Linked DNA regions of Mus musculus: region 2 is linked to region 1. The links are chromatin contacts, called in public Hi-C maps. All regions are on one chromosome and are shown on one strand. Each heading gives the region's core, a stretch centred on a gene start, on an enhancer-like site or on the middle of the called end of the contact. The rest is flanking DNA. Distances are from core to core; before and after follow the strand shown. Region 1 has its middle 34 kb from the start of Gm34155. Region 2 has its middle 56 kb from the start of Nox3.

The links. A called contact is a pair of places that touch in the nucleus more often than the background predicts.
Region 2: a contact with region 1 is called in a Hi-C map of reprogramming fibroblasts, with 2.2 times the contacts expected there. The contact joins two enhancer-like sites. A contact is called at or near these places in 1 of 15 datasets of contacts at CTCF or cohesin (embryonic stem cells), 7 of 484 Hi-C or Micro-C datasets (3T3-L1-derived adipocytes, cortical neurons, embryonic stem cells and 3 more) and 1 of 115 datasets of contacts at active chromatin or transcription factors (embryonic fibroblasts).

Annotation. Positions count from the first base shown.
Region 1 is chr17:3,594,506-3,599,516 of GRCm38.p6, forward strand. No RefSeq gene overlaps it. Among named protein-coding and RNA genes, the nearest start is that of Gm34155, 34 kb to the left of the region's middle. Within about 2 kb of position 3,631, at least 39 of the 459 cell types and tissues checked have an H3K27ac peak or open chromatin away from gene starts, as enhancers often do. A contact at or near this core is called in reprogramming fibroblasts, where this site is marked.
Region 2 is chr17:3,749,460-3,754,778 of GRCm38.p6, forward strand. No RefSeq gene overlaps it. Among named protein-coding and RNA genes, the nearest start is that of Nox3, 56 kb to the left of the region's middle. Within about 2 kb of position 3,817, at least 1 of the 459 cell types and tissues checked has an H3K27ac peak or open chromatin away from gene starts, as enhancers often do. A contact at or near this core is called in reprogramming fibroblasts, where this site is marked.

The DNA.
Region 1 (5,011 bases), core at 2,381-4,880:
TCTCTCATTCATCTCCTCTGATCACAGAACTTGCTCATTTCTTGTCCTCTTGGTGGCCTGCCCATCCTTTAATCTCAAATGGAGGTCTTTTTTGTTCAACCTTAGCCTGCATTCATTTCTGCGGGTTTTCATGGGTTAGTGATCTAGTTCTATGGCGTGTTAAGACCCTCAGGAACTAGGGCAGAGGTTATAAAGTGTTTCCATAAGCATGTAGCTGCCAATTTACAATGATCGGCCATGTTTTCACACCACTGAGATAAAATCCCAGGCAGAAGCAACATAAGGGGAAAAGGTTTTTAGACCACAATAGCCAGGAAGCCAAAGCAATGTTAATATGAAGCCTGGAACAGGAATCAGAAAGCTAGAGCAGAACCCAAGGTGGCTGTAAGCCTTTGAAGGCCCCATTAGTGACCTATGTATGCAATCTAGGACTCGTGTCCCAATGGCTCCATGATCTTCCATGACAGCCTGGAGACCAAGCATGAGCTCCTGGGGAGGATTCCGGATTTAATCCGTAACAGTTCAACAATATTCTTTTCAGCTTTACAGTGATACAGAAATGATGTGAATTCAGAAGAAATGGTGCTTTCAATCATACAGTTTGCTCTTTTCCTAGGTTAGCTTATGTTGTATGAAACTCTCTCTTGCCATGTGGGGACTAGCAGTATGCAGTCTGGTGTTTCACGCTTTGCAGGGTATCTAGCCGCCAATCTCTTACGAATACAGAGGGATGGTTGTATTTGATGAGGCATTAGAGTGGAGGTTAATGTGCAAGACTCTCAGCGGAGGAATCTGACGTCCTCCTTCTTAATGTTTGCATTTTCCTTCGTAAAGGCCTGAGATGTATATCTTCTGAAGAAAAGCTGGATGGCGTGCCTACATTTCCCTTGTTAGAGACCTCTTCGAATTTGTTCTTTTCCTTTAAATACATAGATTGACTCACTTTTTCTCTTCCTTCCTTTCCATCTTTCCCTCCCTCCCTCTTCCTTCCTCCTTTCCTTTTCATCTTTTCCTTCCTTTTCATCCTTTTTTCCTCCCTTCCTCCTTCCCTCCTTCCCCTCCCTCTTCCTCCTTCTTCCTTCCTTCCTCCCTTCCCCTTCCCCCTTCCTTCCTCCCTTCCCCCATTCCCCCTTCCCCTTCCTTCCTTCCTTCCTTCCTCCCTTCCCCCATTCCCCCTTCCCCTTCCTTCCTTCCTTCCTTCCTTCCTTTTTTCCTTCCTTCCTTCCTTCCTTCCTTCCTTCCTTCCTTCCTTCCTTCCTTCCTTCCTTCCCCCCTTGCCCCTTCCTCCCTTCCTCCCTTCCTCCCTTCCTCCCTTCCTCCCTTCCTCCCTTCCTCCCTTCCTTCTTTCCTTGCCAATCAAGTTCCACTCTGGCCCCTCTGGCCCTGGATTGATACTCACAGTTTTGCTCTCTTGAATAAACAGTGGAAGAAGCCGTTTCTGTATCCTAGCTGTTGCTGAGGGCATCTCATTTTAATCTGAGATAGATTTACAAACATCAGTGTGGAGGAGAGGAAACATCAGAAGGGTCAGCTTCACTTAAACCACTGGGTTGCCAGAGTATAATGATCTATCTAGTCTCTGCAAGCCAAAGCCTGGAAGATTTTGTATTTTCAGTTGACCTTTATTTGATATTTTATACCTCTCCCCCCCCTGCATTAGTTCATATTATCACCACATTTATGTTATCAGTATCATCAGTGAAGTTGGCCTGGCATAAATCACATTGATCATACCACCAGTAACTGTTATTAAAAAGATGCTTCAACTTTGAGTGACATTATGTTTTGTGATTGTTGAGAGATATGTTTTAACATACACCAGTGGAAAGTACTCAACTACAATACATGCATTATATACAAAGTATGTGTCAGTGTATTAAGTGTCTGTTATTACATATGAAATATAGAGAACTTACTAGAAGTTACTGTTTTGTGTTCTATATTTTATAGCCTAGTATATTTAAAACTGTATATCATGTTATTTATGTGCTATACAAAAATATCATCTAATTATTCTCTCTACATCACATTTATTTTTATTTAACCAACTGATTAGGGTTTGTTGCTAAAAATAAGAGGGGAAGGAAAAATGGAAATATAAATGCTTTTCTTTTTTTAGTGTGTATTTAGCTGGTTTGCTACATTGGTCTACAATTTATTATGTGGCAAGAAGTAATCACTGTATAATGGAAACCTCCAGAACTATATGCATGCCTCAGAGTGTGAGCAAGTTGAATGCAATTTAGGGGAAGGCTTACCAAGATTCATATCATTAAATTTGTGGCCTATAGGAAAAAATACTTCATAAACTCATGACCAATATGCTGGATAAGGATGACACTGAACTCAGCAGGAAGATGACTCTAAGAGGGGATGGGGCTCGGGATGGAGAGAAACAAGCTTGGGAAGATGCGAGTAAAATTTGTTTTGTTTATTTATCCAACCTATCTGACCTTGGTGCATGGCACACATTTTGAGAGGAGGAGATGCAGCTGAGCGGTTCCATCTCACAGAAGCAGAATAAAGCTTGGGAAACCACGGGAACCCCTTTTGCTCAAGAGTGCCAAGTCAGAAACAGTGCTTCTGGTCTTTGTGTGGGCTCTCTGTAGCAGCAGGCTTTCTGGGGAAGACACAGACAAGGTTAGAGGCAAGGAAGAAGAGTGAACATTGAGATCATTTAATTGCAAGAACTGATGCTTATAGTGAGTAACCCAGCCTCGGGGCTGTTTTTCCTGGCAGAATCTGGTTAGTCTAGGATGAAGCTTGCAGTCTCTCTCTCTCCCCTTTATACTTCCTGTGTATTTTCAGCTGTTCATTTACAGAAGTACCCATGACCTCTTGGTTTATTTTCTTGTCTCAAGTCCAGTTCATACCAGACATGACTACACCATACTTTCCCTTGGAGAAAGTATGCTATCATAAACACCACAGGGCAGGCTGAGCTTGCTGCCCATAAGCAAGCTTAGCCCTCTCTCTAGCCTAAGAGTGAGTTCTAACTTCTCTCTACTGTGATGACACACCTTGCTCACATAGCCAGGCAATTCTTTATACCCCTCCCTTTTTTTCATGTCTATGGTTAATCTCCATTTCCCTGTTAAATTTGAGCTTCTTCTACGGCTCTGCTCCATTTCCCACCCTACATTGTCTGACACACAAATGCCAGAACATTTTCCATATACTTCAAAAATCACATTGAAAAGGTTTTAGAGAACTTTTGATGCCAGTGGAATAAAGACTGAGTAAGACCACACAGTTTGCTAGGGCTAGAGCCCAGGAGTTTTGTTATGTTAAGTCTAGTATTTTCTTTTTGACTGAAGTATACTTTGTGTGATGAATTCCCACCCAGGGATGCATTGTTTTTCCTATTTTATTCCTGTATACCTTCACTCTCCATACTGTTTTAATCTGTAAACTCTCTCTGTTTCTTTTGGAAGAAAGAGAGATTATAAAACTTACATAAATAGAAACAAATGTTAATAAGAATGTGCTGCATAGCTAGACAAGCATAACTACATTGAATAAACAGAGCTTCATTGTTTCTAGAGATGAATTGTGCCAAAAGGATGTTGATTTCACATGCCACTGGGTAGCCAGGGCAAGGAGGGCTCTGACTTGGCATTCTTCTCCCATTGACTCCCCCATCCAGAGGCTCATTTGTGCCTTGCTGTGTTAGAGAGCTTTGTACTGCGCCCTGGCTCAGTCATGCTGTGATTTGAGAATATCCAGGTGGTTTAACATGCAATATTGTTCAAGAGGAAAATACCATCTATCTAAGGAATGCTAACCAAACCCCATTGTAACAACAGCTAACTTAAGACTGGAAGAAGCCAACAAGATTTATTTATAAAGACATAACTTGGCCTTAAGTGGTCTTTCACAGGGGGTCTTGTCTTTGTGGCCCCTGGATCAGCAGATTAGCCAACAAAAGCAGAGGGCTTTGGGATAGAAGAGGTCCATACTCAAAAGTTTATAGACATTTGGGAAAGCATGCTTTGACTCCAAGACTTGAGAAGAATACTACACTTGGCTCAGCTTCCCAAAGCAAACTGTACATTCCAACTGGACACCATCAGCAATCAGTGGACTTCTTATGTCAAGAACTTAAAACAAATGAGGTATTGGTTCACTATACGAAGCCCTTATTGGGCAATTTTCATCTTCATTGCTCTTTCTAAATGTTAACTAATTAATCTGCTTGACAGTGTACCATTTAACAGTTGTATACAATTTAACTCCATAAACTCTTAGACCCTTTTTTATTACTTTGATATTTAATTTCTGGGGTTCCCCCTCATCTTCTCCCATGGCCAAATTAGCACAGTTCTTTGATGATACAGTGTAGTGCCACCAGTTTGGGAGTTTTCACAGTGATAGATGCTGAACAAGGAAATAAGATTATGCTATGGGAAGGAGGGAAGGAAAGAAGCAGCCCGGCTTGTGTGGATTTCAGAAGTGAAGTGTGCCCAGGGATACAGCTAGAGTTCACACAGCCAAAATACTGCCTTTGACTTTGACACCAACATTGAGTGTTTAAATATCCTACCTTAGCATAAGCCTGGTATGTGGTAGACAGTCAGTCAATACTTGTTGGCTGGATTAGGTAGTGTGCCGAAGAATAGCCATGCCTGCCCCTTCATTCTAGTGTGTTCTCTTCCTACTCTTGTGTCCCCTTGCTTCTCTGGCGTGAGTATTCATCAGTATGTTACTCTACTCAATAAGCTACTTTGTACGTATGTATGTATGTACGTACGTACGTATGTATGTATATATGTATGTATATGTATGTATGTGTATGTATGCATGTGTATATATGCATTTGTGTGTGTGTATATATGTATGTATGTATACATATGCAGAAGTAGGGTTACAGTTGAGAATAAAACAAATCTCCTTTCCCCATCATGTAGACCCAGGACTATCAACTCTGAGAGTCACTTCAAGCTCTTGCTGTCATCATCCCACACTATTTGTCTTGTAGCGTTCCTCCAGGAAAAAGCATTCGACACGCTTG
Region 2 (5,319 bases), core at 2,567-5,066, 160 kb after region 1:
ATGAAAGGCGATTCCCATTACAAGACTGAGACACGTCTTTCAGAGCTGTGCTCGCATTTAAGAAAAGGATTCTGAGAGTAAATAAATTATGCTTCAGACCACATAATTCAGGGCTTGTTTTGAAAATATAACTGCTTGTTGCTGCTCCATGATAAAAATTTCATTGACTAATAATTTGGGAGTATTGTATTTAACATGTACACTGATGAAAATCACTATGTAGAACTGCACATTAAAGACTCTGAGATGTCCTGACAGGTTTAATTCAATGCTGTCCTAATTGATTTGATAGTGAAATTGTGTATGTATGTGTGTTGTGTGTGCATGTGTCTTTATGTCCTATATTGAAATTTCCTGTGGAAGACTCATAGTGAAGAGGCTACTTTAAGGTGATTGATGTCTGGACTTATGGGTCCTTTACTTCTCCAGCACAGGTCTTTGCAGCCTTGCAATGGACCTTTCACACTGATTCATTCTGAACGTCACACATTTAAATACTACCTTTTTACTAGGCTTGATTACCTGAAAATGTCCTTATCTTGTTCCCAGCATCCTTTTGCTCTTCTGGTCTGTTTTATTTATAGGTCATTCCCTGAAGTTTAATTTTTATATTGATGAAGAAATATGCTCAGATAGATTACAATGCATTTGAAAACAAGACTGAGAAAAGTCTATTCCAATTAATGAATTTGTTTTTCAAGTTTCAACAAAACAGTTTAGAAGGGTTAATATCAAAAGGGTGAATATCCTATTATCCTGTTGGTTTTTTTCCATTGTAATTTATTGACAATGACTGACATTGATTAATAAAATTAGAATGCTATAATGAAATTATAATTCAGATAAAGCAATAAACCTTGTTATTTCCATGTGCATACCAAACTGCTAGCTCACAATGGGGTTGCAGTTGTGGGTACTCCTTGCATTCTAAAATATAACAATTGGTTAGAAACTTATCAGTTATTGGATAGCTATGCACAGAGGTGCATGCATGTTGTAATCTCAACACCAGGGAATCTGATCCTGGAAGATCGGGAGTTCTAGGTTATCCTCAGCTCCAGAGAGAGCTTGTTAAGTGGTAAAACTTATGATACGATGCATGATGTTAGGAAATGAAACATTTCTTTTTAACGTTCATGTTTTAATAAATAATGGTGGTTTCATTAAATTATAATTATTTGACTTTTGCTTTAAAAAGTAAATTTCAGGGAATTGAGAGATGGATTAACAATCAAGAGCACTTATTGTCCTGGTAGAAGAACCAAGTTTGGTTTCCAGCGTACACATTGTGTGACTCACAGCAGCTCATAACTCTAGCTATGGGGGGACAATGATGCCCTCTTCTGGCCTCTGTGGGTACCTATACTCACACATCCACATCCTCCACAGATGTATACCATATGAACATAGTTTTAAAAAACGTAATCTTTAAATAAATAGGAGAGACTCTAGATAAAATACCCTACAGTGAGGAGAGTGAACTTATAAAGCTCACCTCCAGCAGAAAGACGGCATCAGTTGAGGGATGGGGTTGTTATCCCACAGTCAAGACAGACCCATAATTATTCCTGTCTGAAAGAACTGCAGGGATAGAAATGGTGAAGGGACTGAGGAAAAGAAAGTCCAGCAACAGGCCCAAAGTAGGATCCAGTTCAAGGGGAGGTCCCAAGGCCTGGCACTATTACTGAGGCTATGGAGCGCTCACAAAAGGGACCTATCATTACTGCACTCCGAAAGACTCAACAAGCAGCTGAAAGAGTCAGATATAGATATTTGCACCCAACCAATGGATAGAAGCTGCTGACCCCTGTGGTTGAATTATGGAAAAGCTGGAAGAAGCTGTGGAGGAGGGCAACCCTGTAGGAGGACCAGCAGTCTCAATTAACCTGGACTCCTGAGATCTCTCAGATGCTGGATTACCAACCAGGTAGCATACACCAGCTGATATGAGGCCCCTGACACATATACAGCAGAGGACTGCCGGGTCTGGGTTCAGTCAGAGAAAATGTACCTAACCCTCAAGAGACTGGGGGCCCTAGAGAGTTTAGAGGTCTGGTGGGGCAGGGGGTGGGGACATCCTCATGGAGATGGGGGGTTGATGGGAAGAGGTATGGGATGTTGAACAGACAGAGGGTGGACCGGAAAGGGAATAAAATCTGTAGTGGAAAAAAATTTTTAAATTTAATTTTTAAATATCTAAATAAATAACAGAGGTCATCAAGGCTTATTAAACATACGGGAGACAAATAAGATCACTGGGAATAGATATTTCAGGAAGGGGGCCTCATATCCATATAATGTGTGGATAACGGCTTTTCTAGATACAGCAAAATGAGGCCATTTGACTCTTCAATTTGGCTGGTGTTTGACAAACTTTTGAATGTTATGCAAGCACCATCACAAACTAAACACAAAATGCTTATTAATCCCAAAGGCATTCCCATAGTTCTTTGGGTGTGAAAGGATGTCCCTTTGCCTTGGACTCTTGTAACTATTAATATATTTGTTGTATATTGTCTTTGTTACCTTTGTGGGTGTAGTGCTGCTTCCTTTCATATGTGATAGTCACCAAAATCCCCTTACACTCTTGAGTCATTTTTTGTCTGAGTCACATCTCTTCCAATGTTGATGATGTCAAGATTCAGGACTTGGCATTCTCATTGTTATGATAAAACTCCAGGAGAAACAAGGAGGAACAATTGTTTTGGCTCATGGTTTGAGTGGGGCAGCCCATCATGCTGAGGAGGGTAAGGAGGAAGGGAGCTTGCTGTGGGTGGGGCCACATGAGCATTGGGGAGTGAGTGACTTTACATTAGCAGCCAGAAAGTAAATGGGCTTGGTCCAAACTATGCTAGCCTGTTTTCTTTATAATTGCCATTTTTGTTTTCTAGAAAAATCTCTGTCAAAAGTTTTCTCTTGTGACTTCTTCCAAAAAATTAAAAAGTACATGTAGGTGTATGCTTTTTTTGAGTTAATTTTTGTGCAAATTTATAGGTTTTATTAAAAGCTTTTCACTTTTGCATATGGATCTCTAGCTATTCTAACACCATTTATTGATGTTTGTGTGGCAAGTCAGTCGATTATACATGGGCTGTACCTTTATATTCAATTTATTCTCTGACTCTGTATGTCTACAAACATAACTCATTTAATGATTATTATAGTTTTCAAAAACGTTTTTAAAATAGAGATTGTTCATTTCAAAGCTAGAGATTGAACTGGGGGCCTAACGTCAGCCAGGCAGGTAGGTAGTCTACCACAGAGTGACATCTCTGCCCTGAAATTAATTAATAAGTTCTTTATTAGTTTCTAGCTCTTTCTAAAAAAAGACATTTGAATGGTCTGACTTTTTCAGTCTTATAAAGTCAACTTGTCATTCTCACCGAAAAGCCTAATGAGATTTTAAAGTTTTGTTTGATGTTTTCAGTCAAAGAAGACAATATTATTAGAGTATAAAAGAAAAGTTCCAGGCCAGGCAAGCTGTAAATCTCATCAGCTGTCCTGTGGAGGAATAGGAGCAGGAGAAAGAGATAGAGGAGGAGGAGGGTGGAAGGGGAAGGGGGAGGAAGAAGAGGAAGAAGGGAAGGAAGGAGGGAGGGAAGAAGGGAGAGAAAGGAAGGAAGAGAGGGAGGGAGAGAGAAAGTGAAAGAGAGGGGGGAGGAAGGAGGGAGGGAGAAAGAATGAGAACTATGGAGTTTTAAGTAAAACTGGTATGAAGTGAGCCACATGGCAGACAGGCAGCCACAGGGTAGGAAGAAGAGCTCTGTAAAAGAATAAGGAAGCCCAAGGCACCAGAGAAGGCACACCCAGGTTCTAGCCAGCATGAGAAAGAAATAGACAGAAGACAAAAGAAATAGTTAAGTCTTTCTGAGTCAGGGCTGAAAAGGGTGAACAGATCAAGTTTAACCCCATGGAGTGTCTGAGTTAGGGTTTCTATTGCTGGGATGAAACACCATGACCAAAGCCTGCCTCTCTCTCTCTCTCTCTCTCTCTCTCTCTCTCTCTCTCTCTCTCCCCCTCTCTCTCTCTCTCTGTTTATTTGGCTTATACTTCTACAGCATTGTTCATTATCAGAGGAAGTCAGGACAGGAAACCAAGCAGGTCAGGAACCTGCAGGCAGGAACTGATCCAGAGGTCATGGAGGGATGCTGCTTACTGGCTTGCTTCCCCTGGCTTGCTCAGCCTGCTTCCTTATAAAACTCAGGACCACCAGCCCAGGAGTGGTACCACCCACATGAGTCATACCCACCTCCACTGGTCATTAATTATGAAAATGACCTATAGACATACCTATAGCTGGACATATGGAGACATTTTCTTAACCAAGGCTCCCTCTTCCCAGATGACTCTAGCTGTGTCAAGTAGACATATAACTATCCAGTACATGCAAGCTCTGTTAAGATTATTATTTTGAGTGCGTTTGATTCAGAGATTAATTTAAGGAGAAATTGTACCTGAACAGCTCCTTTCACTGGCCAGGAACTTGCTAAATAAGCTAATATGGCAGGGCCTAGACGCCTTGATCCATCTTCCCAGCAATAAGATTACATATCTAACTATAATTTTGGATTTGTCTTTATATTGTCTCAATTGAGTCAAATTTTGCATTGTATTTTTAAATGTCTGTTATTAAGTATGTACATTTTTAGTACCACAATGCATTGGCTATATGACACATGATGTCATCCACAATGCCACATGGCAGTTCCCATCCCAAACACTACCATGTGAGGTATAAACTCACTCCAGATTCCTGTTGATTAATCTTATTTCTCTATCTTTTGGCATTTTTAGAACATACAACCCAGGTTTTGCCAAGAATATAGGTCATTCTCCACAAACTGACAGCTAAGGCCCCATTGCTGAAGACAACACCTAAATAACATACTGAAGGTGGAGATGTTGAACCAGTGCCTATATAGAGCCTTCACTGCTGTGTTCCAGCATCTTTGGTGCAGGAATGCACTCTACATACACTCAAAGAAGAAATGTAAATGCCAAGCCAGTCACAAACCCTTTATCTAACAATGGCCTACTGCCTACAAGATCTGCTCAGGTAACGGTGGTACAAAAGCTTGTGGAAGTGACCAGCCAATGTCTGATTAAGACATTTAACTTAAGGCTCACGGCATGAAGTGGAACTCATAGGTGACATGGTTTGGGTAACTAAAACCCTGAAATTAGATAGCCTATGGAGCTATGGTAAAACCAAATATTACTGGTCTGAAAATAGGGGGGAAAAAGTAGTAATACAATGACTCCTACTGACATTCTGCTACATCCATTGATCAGTGCCTTGTTCATTCATCATCAGAGAAG